Regions from separate parts of the Mus musculus genome. Here region 2 is linked to region 1. Evidence: chromatin contacts called from public HiChIP or PLAC-seq data. All regions are on one chromosome and are shown on one strand. Each heading gives the region's core, a stretch centred on a gene start, on an enhancer-like site or on the middle of the called end of the contact. The rest is flanking DNA. Distances are from core to core; before and after follow the strand shown. Region 1 holds the start of Mmut (methylmalonyl-Coenzyme A mutase). Region 2 holds the start of 1700071M16Rik (RIKEN cDNA 1700071M16 gene).

Region 1 (4,016 bases), core at 1,510-4,009:
GAAGATGCATCTGCTCTATTTGGCAATACCTGACATACTATCAACTGATACTGCAACACAAATACTTTTCAATAGAGAATCAACTTATTATTATTATTAAAACTTGCTTCTGAAAAGTGACTTTATTTCTTAAAGACTTTCAACAAAAATACTGGAAAACTACTTCTACCAAACATTGGAAATGAAAGAACAAGCAAGAAATAAACACTGACAGGTATATCTTTAGATCAGAGATGAGTAGCTCATAGAGAGGAACAGAGATTCCTTTTCTACTTATCAATATAGCAGGTAACCCTCAACAGTGTTTTCTGGAAGAACTAGACAATGAACTATTCCACGTACAAGGGATAAGCAATAATATACAGTATTGGCTTCACAAAGATTAGGTAAAGAAAAAGGGAATGCTATGCAAATTATAGGAGTGCAGAAATTACGAAGTAAACGTATGGCACCCTAGGAAATAGAAAATCAGAACAGTATTTGCACCAATGTGTAAGGAATCATCTTACAAAGAAGAGATGTTTAAGGAAATGGTATTTCCAACTAATTACCTTTGAAATGCTTAAGCTAGTGATTACAGTGATTACAAACTATCTGTACAGTAGTGGCAGAACCAAAATCCGTGGTGTCTTAGAGAGGAAGAAGTAGGTTTGTCTTTATATCAAAGATGAGTAGTTCAGAATGAGGGATAATAATTTGTCTCCTAGTTCCTTTCGATGTGACAGGCAAACCTCTATATATTTGCTGTTAGAATTAATATTGAGGATGTGACTGTTTATGCTCACCTTTTACCATTTCTGAACTCAAAACCAAGATACTGAAACATTTTTCATGAAAAGCAGTAGAAGACACTTTAATACAGAACAATACCTTTAGAGGACAGATGCTTTGCATGACTTCTGTTTCTTTTTGCTGTGTTTCCAACCTAGAGTCATACAAACAAACAACAGATAAAAAGATGGTTTTGCAACACATACTCCATGTATACAAATACTATACCTTCCAGGAGGTAGAAAAAAGTATTGTAGATATGATAAACAAAGAATGCACTAAAGTTTGTGATATGAATTACAATGTGTAGTAAAACTGACTTTTAGCCCTTTGAAGGGAAATAGATATTTCTAATTAAAGAGATCTGAAAGAAAGAGATCTTACCTCATTCTCTGGCAAATCCGCTTCCTTATTGGCTCTTTGTTTCAAACTTCTTTTCACCTGTTGAGGTTTTTTCCTAGAAGCACGTGCTTTACCAGACATTTTCATCTAAACAGTATAATCACAACGATACATAGTCTGCAAAGGTGAAAAATATAATTATAATATAAATATAATTTTTGTTGAAAAGAGTACATAAATTTTTAAAAAATTTATTCTTCTCTCATGCAATACATCTGACCATAGTTTCCTCTCCCACTCCTCAAGTCATGGGTCCCTTTTCTTTCCCCAAACCACTGCTTCTGCGTTTCCTTTCATAAAACAACAGGGCTCCCAGCGACATCAACCAAACATGAGGTAATAAGATGTAATCAGACTAGGCACAAACCATCATATCAAGGCTGGATAATGCAACCCAGAAATGAGGAAAAGGGTCTTCCAAGAGATGGCAAAAGAGCAGGAGATTCTCCTACTCCAACCTTTAGGAATCCCCCCAAAACACCAAGCTAAACAACATATATGGCAGGATGTAATACAGAAAACGCCTACATTGAATCATGAGACAGACATTGTAAGTATCGAAACCAGGGTCATGATTTCTACCTGTTGGGACCACTCAACTTGTGTTAATTTAAAAAAAAAAAAAGAAAGAAAGAAAGAAAGAAAAGAAAAGAAAAATTAAGATAGAAGATAAAAATTCCTTACTGTTCCCAGATCCACAGGAAATCATAGCTTAACAGTGGGTTGGTAGACACCGCTATGACTACAATTATTATGTATGAGATATACTAAATGCAATCAAATGACTTGTGGGCAGCTGTGGGGATATCTTTGGATTAATTAGCCAAGACGAAGAGAAATAAAGTGCTTAAATGAAACCAGCGTAAAGTCGGACGGCGTGACAGCTCAAAGAACATTTTTTTTTTTTTCTTTATGAATCAGCCCGTTCAGACTAGATCGAATCCTTATGGGAGGAGTGGAAAAAGGCGCTCCGCTTCGGTTTGCTTGTTGTTTTCTTGGCCGGTTTACTGAAACTAGTTTAAACCGACTTATCTCAACTTAAGCTGTTCATCTGCGAACCACTAACGAGAGTGAACTTGGGCTACTCTGTCCGTCGCTCCAGGACGAGGTACAGAGATTCAGGAACCAAGACCGGGAGGGTCAGGGGGACTAGAGAGGGAAGATCAATATTTTCACTCCACTCTGGGGTTATCTCAAACAGTTGCCCTAAATGGCAGAGACCTATTCAGACATTAGACATTGCCCCTTAAAAACAAAACAAAACAAAACAAAACGGAGTTTTACCACAAACGCGTGAGGCTCAAATTATCCCCTGGATCTGTCAGCCGCTTTATCGCTTCCTCGACTCTTCACAGTTGCTTCACGGATTCAAAAGGCGCGCTTCTGACTTAATCCGCCCAAACAACCGGAAAAGACGGAGAACTTCCAGGATCTGGGAACCGGAAGCGTCAGTGAGGAACGCAAACACACTTGTGTAGAGAAGGCCGGCCTGCGGAGCGTATGTCTTTACGTCATCAGACGCGCGCCCGCAATGTCCGGATTGGATTGGCTAATCCGAGGGCGGTGTTGGCTACGCCCCCTGATTTGATTGGCTGCCGAGCTCCTGCGGCGAGCGGGTGTGACCCCGGCGTCTGGGTTCGGTTCTGAAGTCCGGGCTTGGTCCGGGTGATCCCCAAACACTGTGAGTAAGCCCGTGCGCTGTGGAGCACGTCAGGCTTGCAGGATTCTTCTCTTATTGGCTTCATCTGCTCCACCTATCTATCTTGCTGTCCTTTCCTTCTTCTTCACGGATTTTCTGTGATAGGAAGCCGCCCCTGCTTGCTCCTGAAATATAGATGGTGACTGACTGGGTTCTCATTTCCCGCCAGGCTGGTGGAATTCGGAGGTCACCGCTGCAAAATGCCTTTCAACAGCGTGCTAGTCTTGTCGCTGTGCGTCCCTGGTTTCCCACGCACGCGCAGAGCAGAGGTTACTTGTTAGAGGTTCACAAGCTCATGTGGTTTCTAGGGTGTTTTTGCTAGAGGTAGTAAGACAGAAAGTTAGGTGACAGAAGGAAAAGATGAAAAGGAAAGGCGCGTCTAACCTGATTTAAAAAACAAAACAAAACACATAGCCTAACTTCTCCGTTTTGCCATTGAGAGCGTGACACATGCGTGTAATTTTCAACCGCCTGCTGATTTTCTTCCAACATAGTTTTGTGCTTAGTTATTTTTTAGGCCAGTCGTTCTCAACCCTCTTAATGCCAAGACCCTTCAGTACAGTGGTGACCCCCAACCATAAAATTATTTTTGTTGCTACATTGTAACTGTAATTTTGACACTTTTATGAATCGTAAATTGAATATTTTTGAAGATGGAGGTTTGCCAAGGAGTTATGACCCACAGGTTGAGAACAGTTGCTTTGGGCTAACAGTTCCTTTATGCTGTTAATTTTCTTGCCTTGTATAGTCACCACCTATGTATATTGAACAGTGTGAGGGGCTAGCTCTTCTGAGGTGTTACTATAACTTTCAAATTAATTACAAAATATTTAGAGAAAGCTCACAACAACAGTAATTGCACAGAGTGCTAGTTTCCACAGACATAATACATCATGTAATTTATGTCCAATAAAGGCTTCCTTTTTCTTTTCTGTGCTGTCATAAATGAATACTCCAGTAAGTTTCAATATGGAATATAGTAGTTCCATTCAATTCATTCGTTTGTTTATATTGTAACACACGTATTCTAACTGTGGATGTTTATGTTTCAGATTCTCTAATGCAAATAAACAGCAGAGAATTCCTATTCTATCTCTCACAATAGAAGCCTTCCCAGAATGGATGTTACCCAGTTTAAGGGGCT
Region 2 (4,383 bases), core at 676-3,175, 2.7 Mb after region 1:
CTGGACCTTCTCCAGAAGATAATGGCCACGGCTACTTTCTCTCTTCAGTTGTGTTAAGGAGAAGAGATAAGGGGATGATGATTTAGACAATACGAGGATGAGTAGCCAGTGTTCGGGAGGGACATCTCATGCCACCAAGAAGGGCCTATGTTGCAAGGACATTCCTTCTGGAGCATTGTGAATACCTACCTGTTCATCTTAAAGAGCGGTGACGCACATGGGTCTCAGTCTGTGTCCTTTGGAGAGCACAGCAGGTAACTTGAGGATGATCTCACACTGTCTATACCCACAGATCTGCACACGAGGATAGATGTACTCACTCCAGATACTTGCTGGGTTTGTTGAGTAACTCTTTACCACAGCATCTCCAAAAGGGCTTGCGTAACTCATCATCACTAGCATAACCTTTGCCCTACTTGATATTTGAGGAAATGGACTAATCAATAGGAAAGGGCTGGGCCTTATGTTGATATTTACACAGGTAATTGAAGAATATTTCAGAGGTCCATTCATCCCTCAATACTTCCCAGGAAGGGAAAGCGCCATGGATACGGTGGTGACTGAGGTGCTGGACCTTGTCATCAGAGAACCTGTGACCTACTTGAAATGAAGAAGTTCATCTTTCTAAACTGTATCATCAGGGGTTGGAAACAGGTCACACAATGGGTCCATTATCTTCCAGGGTACATTTTATATTATTGACTCTTATTGGTGCAGGGTGAAAATTTAAAGACGTGGTTTTTTACCCTCTGATTTTTAAACATCACTGGGTTGTTTAAACATGCCCTTGGTCTTGTGTTAACCCTATGCTATACTCAGTCTAGCTGTTCAGAAGTGGCTACGTGAATATTTTAAAAGTTATAATTAATACTTCAAAACAATAGATAATTGTTCTTTATAATCTATTAAATGAATAATAGAAAAATATAGCTATTTGGGGTATAACTTATTTAATTAGTGAGTGTGTGGGTTTGTGTTATAAGTGCATATGTATATGTGAGTGTCCACGCTTGTATACACAGGTGGAAGGCAGAGAAAAGTGTCCACTGTCCTGTTCTATTACTTTCTACCGTATTCCCCTGAGACAAGGTCTCTCATTGAACTTGAAATTAGGCTGACAGCCAGCAAGCCTGAGAAGCCCTTCTGTCTACACATGAAAGGACCCGGGGTTTCATCTCTGTGCAGCCATGCCTAAGATTTTATGTGATGCAGCAGATTTAAACTCAGCTCTCCATGTTCATGCAGCAAGCGCTCTCCCCATACCCTTCTTTCGGTTGTCTGAGACAATCTCATGTAGCCCTGGCTGACCTCTAACTCACAATGTAGCAAAGGGTGGCCTTGAATTATTTATCCTGTTGTCTCCTATTCACTAGCACTGGTATTAAAGGCATGTGCTGCTGGGCCTTAAAAGGCTTACAAATATGAGATACTTCGCATGCTGAGGAAGGACTGTAAAAGTACTTTAAAAAGAATGTGTTTTTCTTCTAGAATGTATACATCTCAAGACTCGGGAATATTTGACACTCAGAGACACACGTGTGCTTTTAACACAAACCCGCACACTCACAAATTAAATAAATTGTAACCTGAATTGCTATATTTCCTAGATATACCAAGTAGCGTCCTACAGGGTTCAAAGTTCCCATTCACATAAAGTTGAAGAGGATTAAGAAAAGATGAACTCTGAGCCACAAACTATAGCACAGACCAAGCTATAGTTGGTCTGATCCGCCTCTTTTTCCTTATGATGATTTCAGATAGATGGATAGATGGAGATGCAGATTCGTGTGATGTGCAAATTGCAAGATGCTCCTCCTTTTCTGTACCCAGAGTGGTACCTGTGACTCCTAAATTCCAGGTGAACAGGTTCCTAAAGTAGAGAAGTTGGAGAGCCACAGGTTATTAGAAGAGGTTCCCTTGGTTTCTGTGGAATTACGATCTCATAGGAGGGGAGATCCACTTGCGGATGTTCTGGAACTCTGCTGATAGGTTAGGGTCTCCAAGGTAGCTAAGAGGTCTCTGGGGTTCCAACCTGAGCTGTGAGAGCCAAAGTTCTCCCCCTGGTCTAGCTCTGACCTTGCTGCCTATGTGTGGGGACACAGCTGCTCACTGGCTGCCAACTACAGAAGGAAAGACAGAAGGTGGTGTCTACCCTGCTACTCTCTAGACATGTCACCTCCCAGTTACACCAAGGCTGACTCCACAGATAATCTGAAACGAGAGCAGAACCTTCTGTAATTAAAAAAAAAAAAAATCCACACCTTTGAGGAAGTGCTGTGAAATTTGAATTGTCCCTGGAGAAGTGTGGAAGTTGTTGTGTAGATCTGCTAAATCCTTCAAAGGACTTGACAGCCCCTGGGAAGCAAGACTTCACCAGCTCTGGAGAAGGAAGGAAGTCATGGCAGTTGACTGCCAGTTACCTACTCCAGTTGGTGTTAAGCACACAATGAATACCCTCACTTCATCCATCTTTACCCACACAGCTGCTCTGCAGGCTGGTTAAGGGCTTTAATGGCCCACTTCACCAGTGGGCACCAGAGAGAAGAGTTAAACTGCTTAGGCCATACCACCATAGGTTGGTATCTGAAACAGAATCACCTGGATCCAATACCGGGCTCCACTCTGCTTCACCTTCTGTCTTTCATCAAACTGCCCCCTCTCACTGCTTTACCAATGTGGCAGGCCAAGAGATATGGGCTGTGCCACAGCATTTCTTCATCTTGAATCAGCCTACTTTGAATCTTTTTGATTGTCGAATTCGAACCAGGAGTCTGCATTTCCAAATCCCTAGGTGACAGCCATGCTGCTGGCCCACAAGGATCATCTTTGTGTAGGAGGCCTTAGGTACTGAAAGAGTCTGTCGCGGGCTGGAACCTCACATATGTATGAGTCATCAGTGGAGGATGTGAATAAGAATGTTGCCAAGACTCAAACCCTTGCTGAGCAGTGATGCATGATAATGATGCTGGTGCCACACCTTACATAGTTCTGGGAGCTTGGCAAAACCTGTGCTGCAGAGTAATGGGCTCCCACGGTTCAGTCAAGTGGACGTCGGAGGCCCAGCTCAGTGTATCAGGAAAAGTAGGAATCTGGATTTATTGTTATTTGAGCCTAACATCTAAACGTAAGTGATGGCTTGCCTGAGCTCTAGAAAGGAGGGCCGTTGCAGAGATATGGAAGGGTTTGGGCTTCAAACGGGAGTGGACAGGTCAAAGAACACATGCGTGGGTTTGAATGAAGGACAAAGGAGGTTGGTGGTGTTTCAGCTTAGCTCCCCTCCTTCCCACAAAACGATCTGAGCCTGGTGTGTCAAAGGCTGTGTTTACACGAGGAGGGCCAGCGCCTGAACAGTAGCTGTCATCATTCTCGCCATTGTGAAATAGTCCACACATACGGAATTCCTGATTCTGAAGAAGAAATGATTATGTCTGTGTTGTAGGATTTTCCCTATCCAATTACATTAGGGCAGCAGAAGGCCTGTAATTGGACAGGGAAAAGGGAGGCAGCGCCAAGAGTGGCAGAGACAGAGAACGTAGCAGATGGGAGCGGGGAGGAGAATGGAGGCAGACATGAACCAGCATGGCATGAACCAGCCACGGATAGTTATGGTATCATAAGGTTAGAAAAAATTGGGATAAAGCTTTTATCGTTATCAATTGGCTCTGAAATTATTGTATTAGCATCCTGTACATTGTGATTTTATTGATACATAAATCTGATCGGCTAATTATAAGCTTTAAGAGTTTTGATTCTACCAGGGTCTGGGATCCGGATTATTCCAAATTAAGAACAAATTATAGAGATTTATTTGCCTCCCAGGGTTCTAGCCTGGAATTCATAAGATAAAGGATTCTGGGATTTGGGGTAGGGCTGGACAGTTAGAGAGTGAGAGAAGGGGGTTGGGAGATGGTTGTTTAGAGTCATCTTGGACCATTGGCTTTGATAATGCTGTGTAAAGATGTCAGGACCAAATGCACAAGAAGTGGAAGCATGCTGGCCTGGTCTACAGAGTAAGTTTCAGGACAACCAGGGCAACACAGAGAAACCCTGTCTCGAAACACACACACACACACAGTCTAAACACTAATCTGAAGTGTGAGATGAAGTTCATATTCAATACAGAAAATAAACAAATGTAAATCATATTCCATACACCTTGTATAGCAATAGCATTTGGAGACAAGCCTGTTTGGTGAAATCCCAAGCATCTTGTCAGAAGATGTACGCCTGCCTCCATTGTTTTATTCCCCAAAGCCCCATATATGCTTTATACAAAGCAGGCCTTTGAGTGGGGTGAGAAATGAGAGGGTGCTGGGGAAATGGCTTAGTCAGTTATGTGCTTGTATGAAGATGAGAGTTCAGATAGATAGCACCCATGTAAAA

The links. HiChIP or PLAC-seq counts read pairs in DNA pulled down with a chosen protein or histone mark.
Region 2: a contact with region 1 is called in an H3K4me3 HiChIP or PLAC-seq map of stem cell-derived neural progenitor cells, with 11 times the contacts expected there. The contact joins the promoter of 1700071M16Rik here to the promoter of Mmut in region 1. A contact is called at or near these places in 1 of 39 promoter capture datasets (hippocampal neurons) and 1 of 115 datasets of contacts at active chromatin or transcription factors (stem cell-derived neural progenitor cells).

Annotation. Positions count from the first base shown.
Region 1 is chr17:40,931,926-40,935,941 of GRCm38.p6, forward strand. It overlaps Mmut (methylmalonyl-Coenzyme A mutase), which reads left to right and starts at 2,760. Exons shown (of 13, transcript NM_008650.3): 1 at 2,760-2,854. Cenpq (centromere protein Q) reads right to left here and starts at 2,649. Exons shown (of 9, transcript NM_031863.4): 1 at 2,458-2,649; 2 at 1,156-1,290; 3 at 871-925. The coding sequence starts at 1,254.
Region 2 is chr17:43,589,584-43,593,966 of GRCm38.p6, forward strand. It overlaps 1700071M16Rik (RIKEN cDNA 1700071M16 gene), which reads right to left and starts at 1,926. Exons shown (of 4, transcript NR_045445.1): 1 at 1,839-1,926; 2 at 190-294. The region is part of intron 2 of Pla2g7 (phospholipase A2, group VII (platelet-activating factor acetylhydrolase, plasma)); the gene reads left to right.